Regions from separate parts of the Sus scrofa genome. Here region 1 is linked to region 2. The links are chromatin contacts, called in public Hi-C maps. All regions are on one chromosome and are shown on one strand. The core of a region is the stretch at or near the end of the contact, and the rest is flanking DNA. Distances in the headings are between cores, read along the strand shown.

Evidence for each region. A called contact is a pair of places that touch in the nucleus more often than the background predicts.
Region 1: a Hi-C map of skeletal muscle shows a contact between it and region 2, with 4 times the contacts expected there. The contact joins the promoter of FAT4 here to the enhancer-like site in region 2. A contact is called at or near these places in 1 of 5 promoter capture datasets (liver), 5 of 47 Hi-C or Micro-C datasets (heart right ventricle, liver, retroperitoneal adipose tissue and 2 more) and 1 of 2 datasets of contacts at active chromatin or transcription factors (skeletal muscle).

The regions. Positions count from the first base shown.
Region 1 is chr8:99,310,760-99,315,857 of Sscrofa11.1, reverse strand. FAT4 (protocadherin Fat 4) reads left to right here and starts at 3,727. Exons shown (of 22, transcript XM_021101611.1): 1 at 3,727-5,098. All of the region lies in intron 1 of LOC106504728 (a long non-coding RNA gene), which reads right to left.
Region 2 is chr8:99,242,286-99,247,064 of Sscrofa11.1, reverse strand. All of the region lies in intron 2 of FAT4 (protocadherin Fat 4), which reads left to right. Among named protein-coding and RNA genes, the nearest start is that of FAT4, 67 kb to the left of the region's middle. Within about 2 kb of position 3,439, at least 20 of the 83 cell types and tissues checked have an H3K27ac peak or open chromatin away from gene starts, as enhancers often do. A contact at or near this core is called in liver, skeletal muscle and subcutaneous adipose tissue, where this site is marked.

The sequences.
Region 1 (5,098 bases), core at 2,478-4,977, 69 kb before region 2:
CCAAGTATAGTAAAGAGTACAGTGCAACCATGGACTGGAGGGGAAAGATGGGAGAGGAAGGGAGAGGGGGGAAGGAAAGAGAGAAACAAGAATTCAGGAACTGGAAGGGAATGGAAAAGAGGAGAGGAGATGAGAAGGAAGAAGGGGAAAGAAAAGGGAAAAAACAGGGCGAGATAGAAGAGGAAAGGAAGAAGGGAGAAGCAAAGGAAGAAGGGAGGGCAAGAGAGGGGAGTAGAATCCTTTTCTGCTAACAAAGTTGCTAACATGCTATTAATTGTAGAGTATGATTTACCCTAACTTCTTCACCTAGGCTCTAAAACATGAAAAAAGAAGTATTTTCAAACATTTAGTGAAGTAATGATGGTCCTTATATACAGATCAGGACAACAAATTGTTACAAAAGCTATTTGTTTTAATGTATACTCTAGAGTTCACATGTCTAGTTTATTTCACACTTGGATACAAAAAATACATAATTTTCCTTTACAGTCTACTAAAATAGATGAATATCTTCTCTCTTAGAAGCATATAATTTCAGGTTTATTGAAAGCTTTCAGTAAGTGATCTTTTTCTTAAAATAATCGAGGTTTTGATGGAAAAGCGAAAATAAACTTTGTTCTCTCAAACATACAATTTCTGTATGTTTTTACTTTTATTTTGTTGGGGGCATCTTTACTTTTTACCATGCATTGTCTTACTACAATTTCTGAAATCCAAGAGAGGTAAACTGAATACAATAAAGATTGCATTATTTGTCTTTTATTAAAATCATTTTCTGTTCATTCCTTAAATTGTGTACACAGATTGTAATTTTATGTGTAGATTTTATTTTTAAGTGTTACTTTAATGTAGTTATTATGGAAGGCTTTCATTTATTTAAAAAACCATGTCATTGTCTAAATCATTTTGATAGTCCTTTTGCAGAACTGTTCAAAAAGTTATTTCATGTACCAAATATATACACTTTTTGCAATACTTTGTCGTATCTTGTTTTTAAAAATTAATATATATTATACTTCTCACTCCACAGAATGAATGATTTTCACCTGTTTTCCCAAATTAAATGCACTCAATACGAATTTAATACTATTTAGACTAAGTATGACTATAATCTCACAGGCTCTCCAAACAAACAATAAAACAGAAAAAAAAAAGTACCCAATAGCCTACAAGTATCTAAATGTTTTCCTTCTATACTGTCTTACCTTAAGGACTGAACTGTGGTACATTAGTAAACAACAGCAACAGACAAGCAAGAAAATCCTAATATTCTCTTAAAACCACATATCATAGCCATTGCTTGTAAAACTGTTGGTTCCACTTTAGTTAAGCTACAAATCTTTGTGGGCTAAAAATACACCCAAATAATGTATTAAGATTGTGATTTATTGGCAGATATATGAGTTTTGAGAAAAGGCTTTAAAATGTCTCTCTTTTAAGAGCCTCCAATGCTTTCACAAGTTTTCAAGCTCTAAAAATACAAAAATGGTGAAACCTAATTTTCTTGCCTGTTTCCAAATCATCATATATTCGGAATACAACAACATATATAGTAGAGGAAAATGCAGAAGTGAATGCCCTAACCTAAACAAAGGAATTGGTGACAGCATTTTTAGAATTCATGTTTCCACCCACCAATTTTGTGTTACAGGCCATCTGCACCAGAGGACTTGAATTTGCTGTCTGGCCTACTAAAACTGACCAAGCACTTAAACGGTCTGAACCTAGCCAGAACACAGATTGGGACTTGAACCCACATGCCTGGACTCAAACCCAGCCTAAAGCCAGATTGGAACTTAAACCCACAGTTTTAAATTTGAGTTACTTACCCTGCGTTTGGACTCACCAAGTCTCAGGTTCTTTATGCCTCCACACAGAAGGAATTCAGCAAGAGACAAAGTGATAGGTGAGAAGCAGATTTATTAGGATAGGATGTTAGTAAGAGATGCAAGCAGGCAGGCAAGGAAGCTCTTCGAGGAGCTGGTGGGCCACAGTTTTATCATCCTAAGGGAGTGGGGGTTGGAAAGGCCTGCCTTTTCATTTCCGGGAGTAGTAGCTCTTCCTTGGTACCAGGTAAGGTGGTGTATTCAAATCAGCTGAAGGTGATCTTTACATTTTTGCCCTAGGTCTGACTCTGAATGCAGGCCTCAACCTTTCCCCCACCTAATGACCTGAGGCAATGCTTGCACCTCCACTAGTTAAGCAAGCCTGCCTTATTTTGATGGTTTTCTTTAATTTACAATGGGCTCCCAATATCTCCCAGGTTTCCCTCTTTATCTATGATCCCCTATTAGGATTTCTATAACCACCTGTGCCTACTCTAGCCCTATCACTATTGCTTAATTAATTATTATTATTTTTTTTTACTGTAAGGAAAGAAGGGTAATAGGAGACTCCTAAAGACCTTTTCTACCTTTGCTACTATCCCTGGGCAAGAAGGAGGAATTATCCTTGTAACCAGATCCTTCTAGTCTCTGCATTTAATTTTAAGCAAGAAAGTGGACAACTAAAAAGCTGTAAGATTGATGGAAAACAGCAGAGGGCAGTATTTACTCATCGCTGAATCATCTCTGGTATCAGAAAAGTTTTAAACTTGGAGGGGTCATTGTGGCGAAAAGTAAAACACACGCCCTATATTTACATTACTTGCCTTAAATTCTTATTTTCTAAATGGTTTCCCTTAAAGGATAAATAATACCTGATTTCTAGTCACTTTTTTCTTTCTTTGAAGAGCCGAATTGTACCACAAAGATTAGCTTCAGTAAATATCAGGGAAATTAATCTGAGTGCCTTGCATGGCAAGTGGCTATTTTTAATATTTCACTCTATTCATTTCTATTTTTCTCATATATACCCTTTCTCAAGACAAAAACAAAAAACAAACAAAAAAAACAAAACAAAAAGAAACAAAACTTCATCAGGATTCCATTGGTTATAAAATGTCTGGGAGGAAATACTCCAACAGAGATCAAAATTCCAAACTTTGCAATAGGAAAAGATCTCCATCTTTCCAATGGGCTACCATTGTTATTGTTGAAACTCTAAGGTTTGGCTACTGGCACCTGGGATCCATTTGGGAAGGGAAACAAAACAAACAGAGTTCCCTTGGCTTTTCCTACAGGAAATCCAAAGTGCAGTCAGTACCTAGGCCTTGGTGTCCTAGTCACCTGACAGTGGGGGAGGGACAAATGGGGACAGGTTCAGGGTTGATCTCAACCTGGGCTGCAGTTAGCTCGCTCTGTAGACAGAGGAGGCATGAGGAAGATTTGGTTTGGATTCTGTCGGGTTGTATTGTAGAGCAGCTCCCTCCTCTCCCATCGCAAGAGAAGGGGCAGGAAACGGTTAAAGCAAATCTGCGCTTTGCATTCCCAGACAGGCTTTGCTTAATCCTTCCTCCCGCTCTAACAGACCCTCACCCCCCGCCTTTCTTTTATTTCTCTCGACCCCCTTACCCCTGAGTTATTACTAGCATAACAATCTAACGGTCTTCTCCCAGACCCCGCCACTAAAGTTATTTATCTGCAAACCTGACCCCACCCCCATCTATTCTGCGGCAGCCTTTTGCTGTTATTGCTGTAACGCCGGCCAAGATTTGACCAAAAAAAAAAAAAAAAAAAAAAAAAAAAAAAAAAAAGAAAAAGAAAAAATCACCCCCCTTCCCAGCGCCTCCTACTCGCAGATCTCCCACACCCGACAGCCTACAGTCCTCCAGGAGGCTGGAGTGATTAGCATCCGGAGAAGCCAGTCGGAGGCCGAAAAAGTCCGAGAGCGCTGGCGGTAGGAGTGCCAGGCGGGGCTGCTTTAGCTCCGGCCCAATGGGGATGGGGCGAGGGAGGGGCAGTAGGTGACAGCACCCGGAGTTAGGGGGAGTCCGGCGAACTAAAGTGCGGGGATCAATGAGTGGCGAGCAAAGTTTCTGTGTCTTGCTCTAGCTCGCGGTCTTCCCTCCCCCTCTGTTTGTGTTTCGGCGACGCGCTGTGTGTGTGTGTGTGTGTGCGTGTGTGTGTCTGCGCGCGCGCGTGCGGCGGGGAAGGGGCGGGGAGAGTGTGGGGGACCAGCCGGAGGTTGAGAGGGGCTCAAGGAGCTCCAGCTCCACAGCGGTACTAGCTTCAGCCGGGGCAGGCAAGAGGGAGAGCGCTGACAGCCGCCGTCCGAAGCTGCTGCGGGCGCTGCCACAGCCCAGAGCGGATTTCCCCGCCTACACAGCCACGGGTGAAGGAGAAAGGGGGACCAACCACCACCCCCGCCCCAAACAAAAAGCCTTGTGGATTACAAAGTGAAACTGACACAGGACAATAAAGGGAAAGGGCACGAGGTCAGGGGCGAGGCGCACTAGAGAGGGCTTCTGACTGGGGCCGCCGGAGAAGGATCCCCCTGGCATGGTTAGGGGAGGGGACTCGGGGACAGAGCGCTGCTCCTGTCCGACCCTGGCGAGGCCGAGAAGAAAGAGGGACCTGCGCTCGATTTGGATGTACAAATAATGGGTCGGCAGGCGTCCTGGCAGAGGTAAAAAAAATTAAAAATGCCGAATAGCGCTGGATTTTGCCTGCGCCTGACTACGGGCTCGAAGCCGCAGCAGGGGCGGCGGCGCCGGCTGGAGGAGAAGGGACAGAGCTGAGCGCTCCGGGATACCGGAGCCCCAGCGCCGCTGTGAGCGCTTGGAAGGCAGTTTTCTAGCTGCCCGCGCTCAGACCCCGAAGCCTGGGCCTCAGCGGCCACTTCTGCAGCCCTGTTGGAGGGGCGTTGCAGCCTTGTTCTTGAGGAGAGGGGATTCGAGGAAATCCCTCGTCTCCAGATTTTGGGAAAGGAATTCGAGAATCTCCCGGCTCCTCATCGACCCCTCCCCCGTGAGCAATTGTTCTTTCCACACACCGCTACGGACGTTTGTCCTTCCCTCTTCAGTTTCTTCGCTGTGGTAAGTTCTAAAGTTTCTGAGGACAATTGTTTGCAACTTCATTCCTCATTAACCTCAATCTCTCCCAACTCACATCCACCTGGGCGAAAACGCTGACTCTCCCGGATTCGAAAACAAAGTGAAGGGGGAAAATAGAGAAGGTTTGAGAAACTTTTCTGGGAACTCATCAACGCACAGGAGTGT
Region 2 (4,779 bases), core at 2,190-4,689:
GTGGCAGTTCCATAAGAAAAGTCTAGTTATGCCTCATGTGGGTACTAGAGAACCGCTAAAGCTGGAGCCAGATATTCATAGAAACTGCATTCTCTTGTTGTAGTTGTGCCATTATTGTTTTCTTGGAGTGTTTCCTATATATTTTTCATAATTTTCTACTCCCAGAAAGACAATTGCATTGACTCAACCTAGCCATGATTTGTTCCCCTGGGGTCAAGTATTCCCACCCTCGTCCTCTAATCTTGGATTGTGGAAGGGATGGGGGAGCTTGAAGATCATGTCTTGTTTGGTGTTGCTCTTCTAAAGGGGCATGGCATGTTAAGTAAGAATGGGAAGTTATACAGGGTAGGAAGATTTATTACTAAGTTCATAGCACTAAAAATTACCTCATAGTACAAGGTATACCACAGTCATCAGTATATACTAACTTTGTCCCCTTCTTTTTGTCCCTTATTTTAAACAAAACAGTAATCCATTATTTAAAATCATAAACATTAAGTTACATACTCAATAAATGAATACATTGTTTGGGATTCCATATCTTTCATTATAAGTTGGCAACATAGTAATGTTGCATAATAAAAAGCCACATAGTCTCAGAGGCCCATAGCAATACACAGTTATTCTCCCCCATCTATGGGTAGGCAGCTGGGTTGATAAAGGCTGGGCTTAACCAGAAGGTCCTACTAGGCTATAAGTCTCTCAGTTGGCTGGGACACCTCTACTCAATATCTGTTGTCCCCCTTCTAGTACTAGTGAAATAGCAGGGACATAGTTCTCTAGCATGGGTACAAGAGAATAAATACATTTCAAATTTCTACTTGTATCATATTTATAAATATCCCATTGACTAAAACAATTATCATGGATGAGCCCAAAGTCAAGAGGCAGAAAGAGAAACTCCACCTAAAGGTGGGTGGGACTTTTAGGGAGGGGTAAAGAAATGGGATCAATAATTCAACCTATAGTAGCTTATATCTTTAATAAATCAAATTACTTTTCTATTTTTCAGCAGTCTTAATAGAAGCCTTTTCTATTTTAAAAAATTCAGCATCAGGCTAAAAAAGGGTGAAGAAACATTTTGTGGAATATTTTTATTTGCTTTTCTTATACTGCATTTTCCTCTTGATAATGTGTTTACCATGCTCATATTAACAACTTTTGAAAAGTATACTACAGGATGCTTTTGCAGGGTGTTTGTTTTGAAGAATAGTATAAAAATTTCCATAAGTTTCTTATGCAACCGCACATATTTTAACTTGATCTTTTATTCTGCATTTACTTTTAGGCATCCTTAAGAATCTTGTTAAAATGCAGAAATTATGCAGTATTGATTTCAGGAAAAGTTGAAGTGGTTACACATGATTGCCTTTGCCTTAGCAGAAATCCTTATTTGGTTCTAATTTGAACAATATTGAAAGCACAACAAAACTAGCTTTTTATTATGTCACCACACATTTAGTGAGTTATGGAAAGCATTTTATTTCGGGAATAGAGTTAACTATATCTTGTCCACACTTCTAGCAATTCTTGTCATTTCTGGCTACTATCCAAGCCTGTCTGTTACTCATACATATTTCTTTGCTAGTAAGAAATGTATCAAAACCCCAGGAACATATGCTGCTGACTGCTAGAAGAGTTTTAGTGGGGAGAGATTAATGTAATTGCTTTTGTTTGAGAAATATAATTGGTCACAGTTACATACATGTAGCTTATATGTAAAATATGTTCTGTTTTAAAACTCATTTTAGTCATTTTTACTTTGCTTTTAAAAATTAAGCCAAAAAGAATCTAAAATGTATATGCTTCCCTCTCTTCTCTTATTCCAGAACACTTGGAATAGAAAATGTACAAACTCATGTGAAATAAGTGCACAGATATCTGAATATACAAAAAACTTAATTTAAATTTCAGATATAAAGTTTGAAATGACAAAGTATTTGCTGGCCTAAAATTCCAAAAAGAGAAGTTTTCTAATTCCCACATTTTTCCTCAAATATTATCATTATATCATGTTTCTTTTACTAAATGTTGTTTCCTCAAATATTATCATTATATCATGTTTCTTTTACTAAAGTGTTTTCTTTTTTAAAAAAAATAGTAAATTAGTAGTTAGAATATACAAGACAACATTTAGCCCACAGCTTCTGGCAAAATGCAATGATTTTATTTTTCTCATTTTTTTTCTTGTCATTCTAAAAAAAACTACACCTAACTGCACAGATTTACTTTCTGATGATCCATGAAACTTCAGTAGAGCTGGGACCTGTAGCAGACCTGTGTTCTCAAGACCTTCTGGTTTCTGTATATGTGCAGTGGTGGCTCCATTGATTTTCCCTAATAGTTCACATCTAACCCCTACCAGTCTTTCAAAGCATGGAATCATAGGTCTTCTCTCTGTCATTTACTTTCAGTTTCAAAAGTTCAGAAATGCTATCAAGATGAGACAGTACACTATTATTACAGCTACCACAGACTCTTTTGAATGAGGTTGGTTATACCTCATAAATAAATAAATACCTCAAAGCATTGTTCACAGAGTACGACTGGACCTTGCATACCTATGCAGTCCAAACATTACATTCCTGACATTTAGGACTTTTAGATATAAACTGTTCTTTGCTAGGGCTCTCTCATAACTAAAACATGAGTCACTTGCAAACCATAATAGATTTTGGCTCTGCAACATGATGAAGTGTTCTGGATGTAGTGAAACATTTCACCCAGATTCATGGCAGCAGAATTCCCAGTGGTCACCCAAAATAGGGAAAGAAATGAAGAACAAAATTAAAGGAAATATGCAAACCCTGGCACCATCCTTTCATGGCAGTACTGCTCTTTATTTTTGTTGTTGAGAGATGGAAGTACTTAGAGTTTAAACCCATAAATGATAATACAAGTAGATGTTGAATTTTCTTGTTCCTAATGACTGCATTTAACCTCATACTTGAAATTTTAAAAGGGGGTGAGATGTATGCCCTACCAAATTAAATTATGTGGTTAGTTTTTCTACCAAAAAACTAATGTAGAATGTCAAACTTTGAACTGAAATGTAATTAGACCTTCTGCTGTGTAATCTCTGTACATATAGGCTTTGACATAAATTTACGAAGTAAAGCTTCTTTGTTATTTGGAAGCCAGTATAAACAGGCAAAATGTGTCAATCCCGTTGAATTGAGTGAATCACATAGTATTTGGGCTTCATTTGAAAGAGAGCATGAATGAGACACTGTTCCCAAACATTCTGAATATAAATTTAATTATTTACTTGAGCCATGGTTTTGATATTTCCATCCTGACGTCTTTGTTTAATAAATGTTTGTCTTGATTCCCTAAGTTTAACGTCAAGTCGTGGAATGTTCCTTTGCACATACCACCCTGATCCTGATGCATTTGTTCCCCAGCACAGAGCCTCTCACAGCCTTTCAGGCAAACTCATACTTAACACACAGCCTCCTCTCAGGCAGGAAAGGTGGGGTTTTCCTTTTCAGGGCCAAAGGAAGTGACAGGTCAGGCATGATGCTTGAACTGATCCTGGTGTGGATTTCAATTTCATTAATTTACTTTCAACTTCAACGCCTCACTTGAACCTCCATACAAAAAATTAAATGGTAGCTTTAAGCATTTTACTTCACACTGATGAAATAAAAATTACTTTGAGTGTAAGATTAAACTTTTTCCTCTCTGAATTCAGTAGTGCCTACACAATACAAACTAGCAAAGTGTTATTGGAACAATATCATAATGACCTATTAAGGGTACTGCACATTCGAATGACTTCAGTTATTTTTTTTTTCAGGTTTATTCATGACTTTTCTGGTGTTTCGTGCAGACGTAGCTGCATCTGAAGCAGTGATGGGCATTCTTAGGAGCTTTTATTCCAATCTCTCAAGTGGGAGATTCCCTAAATAACATATACATAAGATGTTTTTCCTGAAACTCTTTTAAATCATCAGAGTATAAAATTATTGAATTATCATCAAATATGATTTCATATCATAAAAATTGTGTATGATGGCATGAACTCAATGGGATTGAATTGGTTCTTAATATCCTTGTGATATAGGACAACTTTGATGAGGACATTCCTTATCAACTGGTAACATATCTAATTTATTAAATTTGCTGAACATGTGACTTAATAAAAATATAAAAAATAACTGGAGTTGGCTTTTAAAACAGAAATATCTCTAGAGAGAAAGTTAGCTAGAGATGGGTAAATTGTGAGAATGCAAAAAGGAGCAACAGTTTTTTCCTCAAAGTTCTAGAAGTCACAAATCTGTGCAGTACAAATGATCTTTCTTAACCTAAGATTCACAGTGACCCATTTCTGTGTTATATAAATGTATTAAAGAAATCAGAGCAAAAAAAATACTTCTATTGAAATAAATATTTTTGGCAGAACTACTAATTAAAAGATGTTTAACCCACAATCTGGTGGCATTATTCTAATATATTTGGAGGTAATATATACAATTCTGAACATTATTTTTTGGTGCAATGCTCTGTCACAATTTAGATGGTAATAGTAATCCTTGAGAAATTTAATTTTGGAGTATGTTTCATAAAAATAAATAGACAATAATGTAAATAATTATGTTTCCACTAAAAACAGCAACTAATCAAGCATTATTTGCTGTGATACATCTTCTTTCACTGTTTTATTGTTAATGTAATTTCTGTCTAGCCAACCAACCATTTAGACTTTAGTCATTCCTGAAAATGAATATTATTGCATTTCTAAGGAAAAGAAATAGCTTCTTTGTAGACATTTTAAAA